Regions from separate parts of the Mus musculus genome. Here region 2 is linked to region 1. Evidence: chromatin contacts called from public Hi-C data. All regions are on one chromosome and are shown on one strand. Each heading gives the region's core, a stretch centred on a gene start, on an enhancer-like site or on the middle of the called end of the contact. The rest is flanking DNA. Distances are from core to core; before and after follow the strand shown.

Region 1 (5,172 bases), core at 2,396-4,895:
AAGTGTTTTCATTGCAAGCCCCCATCTGAGGCCCTGAACTGTTGTCACATTTTCAGGACGGAGGTGAACAACTTGCCTCAGGAGAACTTGCTGGAAGCTTGAAAAAGCATGCATAGACGTATAAATTATAAACCGGACTGAATGGAGGTGGGGGTGGGGTGCATGGCTTTAATCCCATCACTCAGGACACTGAGACAAGCAGATCTCTGAGTTGGGGGCCAGCCTGCTCTACAGAGCGAGTTCTAGGACAGCCAGAGCTACATACAGAAACCCAGTCTGGGAAAAAAAAGAAGGAAAAACTATAAATTATAGATAGAACACATGGTCCTGCGGTAGCACAGTTCTTGTGAGTGCAATGTGGGGTATTCAATGCTCAGCTCTGCCTGCTGTCTATAGGAGCACCTGTAGCTATCCTGCCTTCTCAGTGTTTTCCCAAGGAAGCTCATTTTAGCCTGAAGGGGAATGGGTTGTGAAGGAATTTCTCCCTTCCTGTCACCTTTCCCTTCAAAGGCTTTTGCCTCTTTCACAACAGAATGAAAATAGGATCAACACCTGACCTGGATGGTGAATACAAATTCCCATCTCTCTCTAGGAAAAGCTATGCTCACTTGGAGCTTGTTTTTCTTTTTCTTTTCTTTTTTTTTTAATTATTTATTTATTATATGGAGCTTGTTTTTCAATCAGGATTACTCCCCCCCCCCCTTTGTAGTTTTAGGTCACAGCAAAACAGACAGGAAGCCTCAGAAGATTCCCACATACTTCCTGCCTCAACTCATGCACAGCGTCCGCCATGACCACCCCCACCGAAAAGATGGATGTCTTACAACTGTTTAATTTACACAGACACGGTGGGTCCGCCCCACTCAATCCCAATTCGGGAGGCAGAGGTAGGTGGATCTCTGTGAGTTCAAGGTCAGCCTGGTTTACAGAGCAAGTCCCAGGCTATTCGGAGGTGATGGCAAAAAAAGGAATTGGAAGCCCACCTGGCCTTAAATAGCCCAACACACAAACTTTCGTGCACCAACTCACTTACACACACACACACATACACACACACACACATTCTCTCTCTCTTTCTCTCTCTCTCTCATACACACACACACATGCACACCACACATCCACTCCCTCTCATATATCTAATTTTTCATATACACACACATATGCACACATACTTACACACTTTCTGTTTCTCTTTCGAATACACATGCACACTAACACACACACAGAAAGATTAAAACAAAATCAGTCAAAAAAGAAGACACTGAGATGACTCAGGGAGTATAAGTTTGCTTGCTGCCAAGCCTCACAAACTGAGTTTGAGTCCCAGGACTCAAATGTTGTTCGAAGGAGAGAAGGACGTCCACAACTCTCATGCAGTGGCACGGATGGCATCCCCTCAGTTAAAAACAAAACAGAACATAACAGAACTTTTGTACAAGAAAAGCTGAGAGCTGCCAGGCTGGTGACCAGCACTCAGGGAAGGCAAGCATCCAGAAGACAGGCAGCGGCTGGCTGAAGAGCTATGAACGGTACACAGAGCTGCAAGCACCACAACCCAGGAGAAGTGAAGAGGCAAAGGCAAGAATCAGAAGGATACATGAGAAGAGGAATTCTTGATCAGTATCAAATCAGCATACTAATTTCTCTCCACAGCTGCAGGGTTGGTACAGGGAACAAGGCACATCAGAAGTAGGTGGATCTCTGTGAGTTCAAGGCCAGCCTAGTGTTCTGGAGCACTTTTTCGCCCCCAAGACAGGGTTTCTTTGTGCAGTCCTAGCTGTCCTGGAACTCACTCTGTAGACCTGGCCTCTGGAGCACTTTGGTGGAGCACGCCTTTAATCCCAGCACTTGGGAGGCAGGCGGATTTCTGAGTTTGAGGCCAGCCTGATCTACAGAGTGAGTTCGAGGCCAGCCAGGACTGCACAGAGAAAACCTGTCTCAAAAACTCAAAACCATCCAAACAAACAAACAAACAAAACAATATCTGGGCTTAAGCTCCAGAGTTAGTAAATGTCACATTTCTCCCTGGGGCTCTAAAGTGGAGGGGGTGGGGTTTAGGGGAGGATCCGAGAGGCCTTTAGAAACCCTTTGCAGTGATCCCACTAAGACAGCCAGGCGGTGGTGCCACATACACAACTCTCAAGAGACAGAGGTAGTCAAACCTCTATGTTTGGGGTTAGCCTGGCTACATAGTTAATAACCCCTGTTTCATAACAATAACAACAACACCTAGAAATTTGATCTGTACACGACACTGCCCCCACTAAATTGATGAACTACAGTGAGCCTTCCATATTGTTAAGTTACACAAATATTGGGGGGTGGGGGGTATGCAACTTGATGTTAAGGGAAGTACGGTGTATATGCAAACACCACAATCACCGTCCACAAAGGCCTTCTGGATTTGGAGACTATCCGACCATCCCCAGAGATAAGAAGATTGCATTTGTTCCAGCAGCCCTGAGATGCAGGTCAGGATATTTGATACTTTAACGACTGTGCTTGGAAATGGCAAAACATTCATTCGCATGCATTAGCTCGCTCAGGGGCCAGAGACTCAGTTCCAACAAATCAATAGTGGGATGATAAGTCCTGACAAAGGAAGAGCAGGCCGTTTTGCTTGCTTATTTGTGGGTCTACTCAACACACTGCTTCTGAACGTGGCTGTGGCGCCTTGCACCGGGGTACTTTCAATGATACTCTATGCACTGATGGTAATACTTTCTTTTAAGTGGAAAGATAAACAAAAGCATACATAAACAAGCCTGAGTATGGTGGCACAGGCCTTTCATCCTAGCACCCTGGAGACAGAGGAGGGCAGATCTCTGGAGTTGGAGGTCAGTTAGGACCAAATAGCTTTCCATTAGCAAAATAATAAACATATAAAATAAACTATGCAATGTCATCCAAAATAAATAATACTACATGGAGATTTGAGATCCCCCCCCCCCTTCATCCCCTGTCCATTCAACACCGAAGCAAGACCCCTGTCCCGGCCATTGACAAAGCCAGTTTCCGGGTTTTCGCCACAGTCTAGGAGATTGGAATCCTGGCACGGTATGGCCTTCAGCTTTAGGCCTTATTCTTGTTTGTAAAAGAAGGCTCTGTCCTGAAGTGATGTGAGAACAATAGCCCTTTGAAGATGGAGTTTTGAGTTTCATCTGCTTTGCCCTCTTTGCCTCAGTTCTCTCCTTTCGCGGTGGGTCTGGGAATGCGCTAGCTGCCACGCATAACCAGGTCTAAAGGCGAAGGACAAGTGGAACCAACTCCCAGGACTGCCTTCTACAGAGCTATAGAAATTCGAGACAGACACGGATCTGTAGGCGGAAAACAAAAGTGGCACTAATCCTCGTGTCATTCCACCACCATAGCCCTCCCCGCCCGGGTCCTAGGAGGCGGCGATCTTCGCCCCCTGCAGGCGTCGCCTCTCACGCCGTTCTGCAGGCTAGGGACTCCCCAGGTCTGGCTAGGAGGCGGGGTAGGAATCTACCCAGAAAAAAGCTCCCCTGTCCAGAGGGTAAACTGGCTTGTAAATAATACCCCAGGGCAGGAGAAAGGCTCCCATTGGCCGGAGGGCAGGTGACGAAAAGGGGGCGGGCTCCCGGGAGGGAGCAGTCCTAGGGAGGGGGGTGTGAGCCGTGCGGTGTCAGTTTTCGGAATCCCAGCGCGCACTGCTCAGCGCAGTGGGACCCAAGCCCGGCTTCGTGTCCTGGCTACTGCCTTCTCGGCCGGGCATCCCGGCTCTCTCGGCTGCCCTCCCGGCCCGGGCCCTCGGTAGGGCTTCGCTCCGAAAAGACTTTGCTTCCTCCTCTGCCCTCTTTGTTGCTCTGCAAACCGGCCTCTCTGTAACCCTTGACTCCACTCCTCCGGGAGTTGCATCTCCATCCCGGCGGTCTCAGTGCACAGCCCCTCCAGCTCCAACACCTTGCCTCGGTTTGCTCCCGGAAGCCGACCTTGACTTCATTGATGCACCCATTCCAGTGGTGTAACGGTGAGTCCCTGGACCGGTGGGAGAACAGGGACCGCGCAGGTTCAGGTCCTGAGCCGAGTTTCCCGGTGTCTGGGACGGCCCAGAAGGCGTCCTGGCGCCCTGCTGGGCTCTGCACAGCGCGCAGTTAGAAAGATCCCATTCACTTTGTTGGGAATAAAGGGGGTCTGGAAGCGAGTGGAGGGCCAGGGGCGTGTGAGCCGAGTCTTCCCGGCCTTTGTATGGCGGTCCATCTCTTCTACCCCTTCGCCTGCCTTTGTGCGCTCTCAAACTCTGTTCTTTGTTGTGGTGGTTGGAGAATTAAATCCGCGCTCGGGCTAGGATCTCCTAGAGGGAGCTCAAGTTCCGGTTCTGAAACTTTGCAGGCTATTTTAAATATGTATACAGTGCAGCGTGCGGGACAAGGCGCGGGGTGACTTTCTTTTTCTTTGTTGGTTTTCACTGGCTCCTAGGGGCCAGACGCTGGATTAAAAGAGCGTCGCTTTACTGAATAGATAAAGCCTTGCAGAAAGAAAGCTGGGCCCCCAGCTCAGGGCTGGCCTGGCAAAAGCTTTGCTTTCTGGCAATAAGGCCAGACCCTGGGGTCTGCTTTCAGCCTAGGTGGTGACGGTACCTTCCAGCACAGCCAGCCACCCACCACCAACCGCTTCCCACACCCCACCGCGTGATGATGCTAAATTAGTTCATCTGAGGCTTTGGGGCAGCTCAGGTGTTACAGGTTAGAAAGCGGGTCTGGATTTCCTGTCTAGGCTACCTGTTGGATCTTTCTGAGCCAAGTCTTCGATGTTAATACCACCCACCCTTCCCCCAGAAGTACCCAAAATCTTGATCACTTTTTCTAGGCAAGTTGGCGAGGTGGAAAGAAGCTAACTTTTTTTTTTTTAAGTTTTTTGGTATGGCAGTCTGGTTGCTTGTGAAAAATCCATTCTTAAGTAGACTTCTGCATGATCTTGGACTAATTATTTCAAGAGTCTTTTGTTTTAAAGCAGGGTTTGGGCCGCATGTGTATGAGTAGCCCCCATCCCCCCTCCTTCCTCCTTTTGCTGGTCGGATCTAATTTCCTGAAAATGAACCAAGCTGTGTGTGATAGGCTGGTAATGGAGAGGAGGGGCGGGAATGGGGGGTTGAGGCCTGACGGTGTATCCCAGCATCTGGGAAAGATTCCCTTTGGCTGGAAAGAAGCA
Region 2 (5,119 bases), core at 1,254-3,753, 1.1 Mb after region 1:
GATACAGATTGCTGGTAATACTATCAACAAGGATACTCAAGAAATTCCAAGGCAAAAACCACACACACATATGCCAGAGATGTATGAGTTTGACATGCATTTTGTAGCCATATGCACATAGTCAGGGACAAACTGATTTCCCAACCAGATAGTAACAAGACTGGCTTGGAAAGTGTTTCAGAAGTTGATAGCATGGACTGATAATGATAGTAATGACTACAGACATTCATTTTTGAGCATGCAGAGAATAGAGAAAGGCCCATGCTATTCCTTCAAAGCCATAATCACTTGCTAGGTCCACTGACATTTGTCATGGAAAAAAAAATCCTAACAGCACAATACGGGCACACACCAAAGTTTTTGCTTTACAATTGAGAGAAAAAGCTTGGTTTCTGTCTTACAACTCTCAAGTGGCAGGATTAGAACGGGCTTCTTTCACAAATACCATTCTTTCCCTCCGGGGGGTTGGGAGGGGCATAGCCAGATATTATGCTCTGTAAGTGAAGTGGCCATTCATGGGTAGTCTGTGGGAAAATATTACTTCACATGAATATTAATTGAATATCTATATGAATAGACATAGGTAAACCTCTAGAATAACAAGGGCATAAAAAATAGGCACGATGTCAAAGCATTTCTAATTTCCTTCATTACTCCTTGGCGGTTGTGTAATTTACATAGCCCTCTTTAAACCTGCCTGTGTCCTTTCCTGAGTATAATAGGTTCCATGATTTGCTATGTACTAAATAAATCGTATATCCTTTACTTTAGCACAACAACAGAAAGCTGAGATGCGACAAAACAAAAGAGCACCTCCTTTGAGGTTCATGGGTGTCATCTGGGATGATCAAATAGCACAGAAGTCCACACCCTCTGTTAACTTGCTCCATAGTTCAGGAGCATCCTCTTTCCAGTCGCTGTTCCCTGCTGGAGCACTCCCCGATTATGATACTTCGTACACACGGAAAGAAGACACTCTTTCCTGCCTGTTCATGAAGTTTATTGAGTCTCCTCTGCTTCTCACAGAGGTGGTTGGATTTAAGACTCCATATACTTTGTGCAGTCCAGGAATAATTCCCAAGTGCATCCCCACAGACACACTACAAACTTTTGCACGGCTTTCATCTTCTGAGATTGGCAGGCGAGGAGTTCACTCTTATGAGATGACCAGGGTGTGACTGGTCCTGTCTCCGCCATGTCTCTGGAAGCACCTGCCCTCCCACCCCCGTTTCTTCTGCTTTGTCACATCAGGGAAGGCATACCAAGAGAACACCTTATGGTTCTCCTGCCAGCATCATCTCTGCTCACTCTCAGAGAATCAAAGTAGCTTTTCGGCGGGTATCAGCCTAGGGGTTTTCTGGGACCTTGAACTTTTCACCTCTGTGTGCAGCATCAGTGATGGCAGGCAGCCTCGGCTCTTCACTCTTGCCCTGTCTCAAGTGAGGAAGGTGTTACACAACCCTGGCCACCTGGCCCACTTCCCTTACTCTGAGTCAGATGAACTTTACTCTACTGTTGACACGAAATAGTGAAATCAGTCACGAAGCCGGGGGTTTAGAGTCAGGAAAAGGCAGCTGAACAGAAGGTGGCTGACTTGACATTGGTGTGAATGGGTACAAAGCTGTATACGGAACTGTGGAGTGATGTTTAGCTTCCTTCTCAGCCCATCATAGAACGGGGCAAGACTTCTTCGAGTAAATCAGTGAATACTACATTCTCAAAGGACAGAATGCAGTAAGAATACCATATGAAATGCTAAGATTTAGGGCAGGGAGAGCTTTGAACCAGGAACAAGGATACTGGGATCTCCTACTTGCCGTGAACCAACTGGCTGACTTGGATGGGTTCCTTAACCTCCAAGAGTCAATGTCTCCTTCTGCTAAAGAATTCATAGGAGTCTTAGTGGCAGAGGGCTGGCCGGCTCTGAAATAGATGCCTCTAAAAGGAACTCAGGATAATTTTGTCAGAATGTATTTCAGATCCATCTTGGTAAGATTTTGGATTGTCATCAAATGTATAAAATATAAAAAACTTGAAGAGCAAGAGAGGGAGAGAGAACAAAAAAAAAAAACCACTAATGAAATTATAGGAATTACTTCATCGCTCGTCAAAAAGTCTCCTGTAATTGCAAGCATTACTGCACTCCAAATTTTTACATCTTGCTTTCAGACAGATTAAAGTCTCAGTCTTAAGCTCCAGAGAAATTCTCAAACTTATCATTTCTTAAAGCTGCCCACACCCTTAGCTCTTCCCAAGTACTTAGAAATGCCAAACCTCACCAGAATTGCAAAAGGGTTTATTTCTGTGCTCTCTAAGGAGTGAATAATCCAGCTGTGTCCTTCAGTATAACCTTGGGACTCGTTTCTTCTTCTCCTCTTCTCAGTTCTTTTTGTGAAGAGCAGATGCCTCAGAGAGAGAGAGAGAGAGAGAGAGAGAGAGAGAGAGAGAGAGAGAGGTGCCTAAGTCCCTGACAAGAAATGCAGCATCTCCTCACTTACGTCCGCATAGCACCCTCTACTGCTTCAGGGAAAGCAGGCTTCACAACTGCTAACAGTTACCCAGCTAAGCTGTAGCAGGCAACAATCTCCACAGCACCTCTTCCTGAAGGAGATAATTAAGGTTGGGAGAGGCCTTATCTATTCTCATTCCTGCCTTTTGTTGTGCTCTGCAGTTTTAAGCTGGCTGTCCTCATGATTTCTAACTCTTGTATCAAAACAACTGCAGGGAAAAAATTTAAAAATGATAGGTTATTAAATCAGAGCATTTGAGGTCTCTGCTTTAATTTTTAATCAAGGAGAGGAGGCTGTATCTTTCTCAACGATGAGCATCTGGTATCTTTAATAGAAAACTTGTGCAGAACATAAGAAAGTCGTCTTCCTTGCCTTTCCTTAAATGATGCCTATGTTCTGATTATGATCCCCAAAGAACACGCTTAAAATGCACATCTCTGCCTGTTCATACATACTTACTCTGGGGCATCTTGATTCCCAGAGCCAATAACATATTAAAACTCAAATCTGAATGCTGGGGAAAAAAATCATTTCTTACGGTGAAGCTTCAAATGCCAGTCCCTTCTTCCATTCCAGATAGCTCTGTTTTTCCCACTGAGGAAATATGTTTACAGACTTCTACAGAGAAAGAGAACGCATCATTCCCACTAATTCAGCTGACTAGCGGAGGGAAATATTTGTTTAGAATTAAAAAAAAATAGGCTAGTACTTTTATTGCAAACAGAATTTACCACTTTGTACAAATAGGGCACGATTCGCCTGACTCACACCAGGGGTTACCCTATTTGTGACTTTCTACTTCCATTCATTCAGGGGACCCAATACTCTGTTTGGGAATATTATTCTAGAAGTTTCTCTTTTAGAATATCTTTTGCCCTTGCAAGCCTGAACAGTCTGTTTCAGATACAACTGTCTCAGAAAGATTCCACTAAATCATTTAAGATTCCTAATGTGTTTGAAAGAGGAGCGCTGGCAATCCCAGTAAGCCTGTGATGAGTGGAGTTTCAAGCCTCAGATCAAAGTGAGGTAAAGAGAGGGTGATGTTGGGTGCCACACTTTTGGCTAGGGACCTTGCATAACATTGCTCTGAAAAGCCAATGCCCTACCTGGAAAGAAAGGAGAAAGGAATTGCTTGTCTTTTCCAAGTCAGAAAAAAAGAGGTAAAATTTGCCTCCCTGCTACCAGGTCTCTCAAGGAATCTGCATTTGCCAAAGCCCAGGCCAGGCTTTTCTTAGGGCTCTCTAACCCCAAGATGGAGCGTCCTTCACAGAAGTTCCAGGATGAAAATGGACGGATGCCCCAGTGCCTCCACAACCTTCATTGTCAAGATTGCTGTGTATTTCTGCTCTGACTCTTCTATGTCGGCTTACAGTCTTCTTTCAGATTTGTCCACAGTGGCTTTCTATATTCTGCACCCTCCAGGGAAACACAGACCACATAAAGGATGTCAGTAAAGCTGGAATTGAAATGGCACATTTAACCCCTTGGCTCAATGGCAAATGCAGTCTTGATTCACTTGTACATGGTTTCTTTGGTTTGATGAGTGTATCAAGTCCATGCATTTCCCAGATACTGTTATCTATGTCAGGACTGACTCTTTCATAGAGATCAACAAACAGATATATACAGCATTGCAGTGTAAGAATGGGTACTGTCAGGTGTGGGTCACCAACACATGAGGTGGCAGGGATTTAACAGTAAGCAAAATTCCTGGGCCTTTACAAAGCATTTATATCATAGGATGGAAAGTTGATTAGGAAACAGGCATTTTCCTAGTCTATGACTCAAGGTTTATGGCAGTGGTTCTCAACTTTTCAAATGCTGTGACCCCTGAATACAGTTCTTCAACACATGCTTCATCTAGCCACTGGCTTCTTATACAAGGCCCTGTGTCTTGGCTTCTGTTTTCATGTGCATTACCACGGGAGTCTCTAGGTAAGCCTCCAGGAACTGAATAGGACACAGTTTTCTCTTGGTAGAAAGTCACAGCATGAGTACAAACCTCCTTTGCTACTTTCATCATGCCCTAGAATAGCGATTCTCAACCTGGACTCTCTAGCTCCAAAAATACTTACATTACAATTTATAACAGTAGCAAAACTACAGTTATAAAGTAGCAGTGAAAGTAATTTCATGGTTAGAAGTCACCACAACATGAGGAACTGTGTTAAAGGGTCACAACATTGGGAAGGTTGAGAACCACTGCCCAAGAAAGTTCAACTGAGACCTTAGGAGCAGCAATCTACCTATTACCATTGTCCCTTCACGGTCTTACAGAAGGATAAATGCTTAATACATTTTGGGATGTCCAACTCAGTAGTAGAAAAACCAAGCAAACTTGAAATTCCATTTTGGCTGCTGGGCACAGACTCAGTAATCGAAAGCAAAAGGGAAAACTGCACACTTCATATTGGACTTTGGGCTTTTCTTCTTATGGGGTGGCTATATACCTTGGAAAGAGACTATTGCAGATGGATCAGCATTCTGGGTCTGGATGTCAAAACAGAGGTAGATGTTGGGCAAGATTCTGGGAACTCAAAGAAAAACCTTTCCATCACAGAGAGACCCTGTGATTTCTACAACAAGAACATCACACCCAGCTTTCTGTT

Evidence for each region. Hi-C and Micro-C count contacts between places; a contact is called where the count stands out from the background.
Region 2: a contact with region 1 is called in a Hi-C map of cortical neurons, with 2.7 times the contacts expected there. The contact joins the enhancer-like site here to the promoter of Rnf122 in region 1. A contact is called at or near these places in 4 of 39 promoter capture datasets (the 3T3-L1 cell line, cranial neural crest, hippocampal neurons and 1 more) and 2 of 484 Hi-C or Micro-C datasets (both in cortical neurons).

What each region holds. Positions count from the first base shown.
Region 1 is chr8:31,108,182-31,113,353 of GRCm38.p6, forward strand. It overlaps Rnf122 (ring finger protein 122), which reads left to right and starts at 3,646. Exons shown (of 6, transcript NM_001368375.1): 1 at 3,646-3,991. The coding sequence starts at 3,967. It overlaps Gm40484 (a long non-coding RNA gene), which reads left to right. Exons shown (of 2, transcript XR_870300.1): 2 at 710-1,044.
Region 2 is chr8:32,212,793-32,217,911 of GRCm38.p6, forward strand. It overlaps a transcript of Nrg1 not described here. Among named protein-coding and RNA genes, the nearest start is that of Gm22140, 29 kb to the left of the region's middle. Within about 2 kb of position 2,504, at least 16 of the 459 cell types and tissues checked have an H3K27ac peak or open chromatin away from gene starts, as enhancers often do. A contact at or near this core is called in cortical neurons, where this site is marked.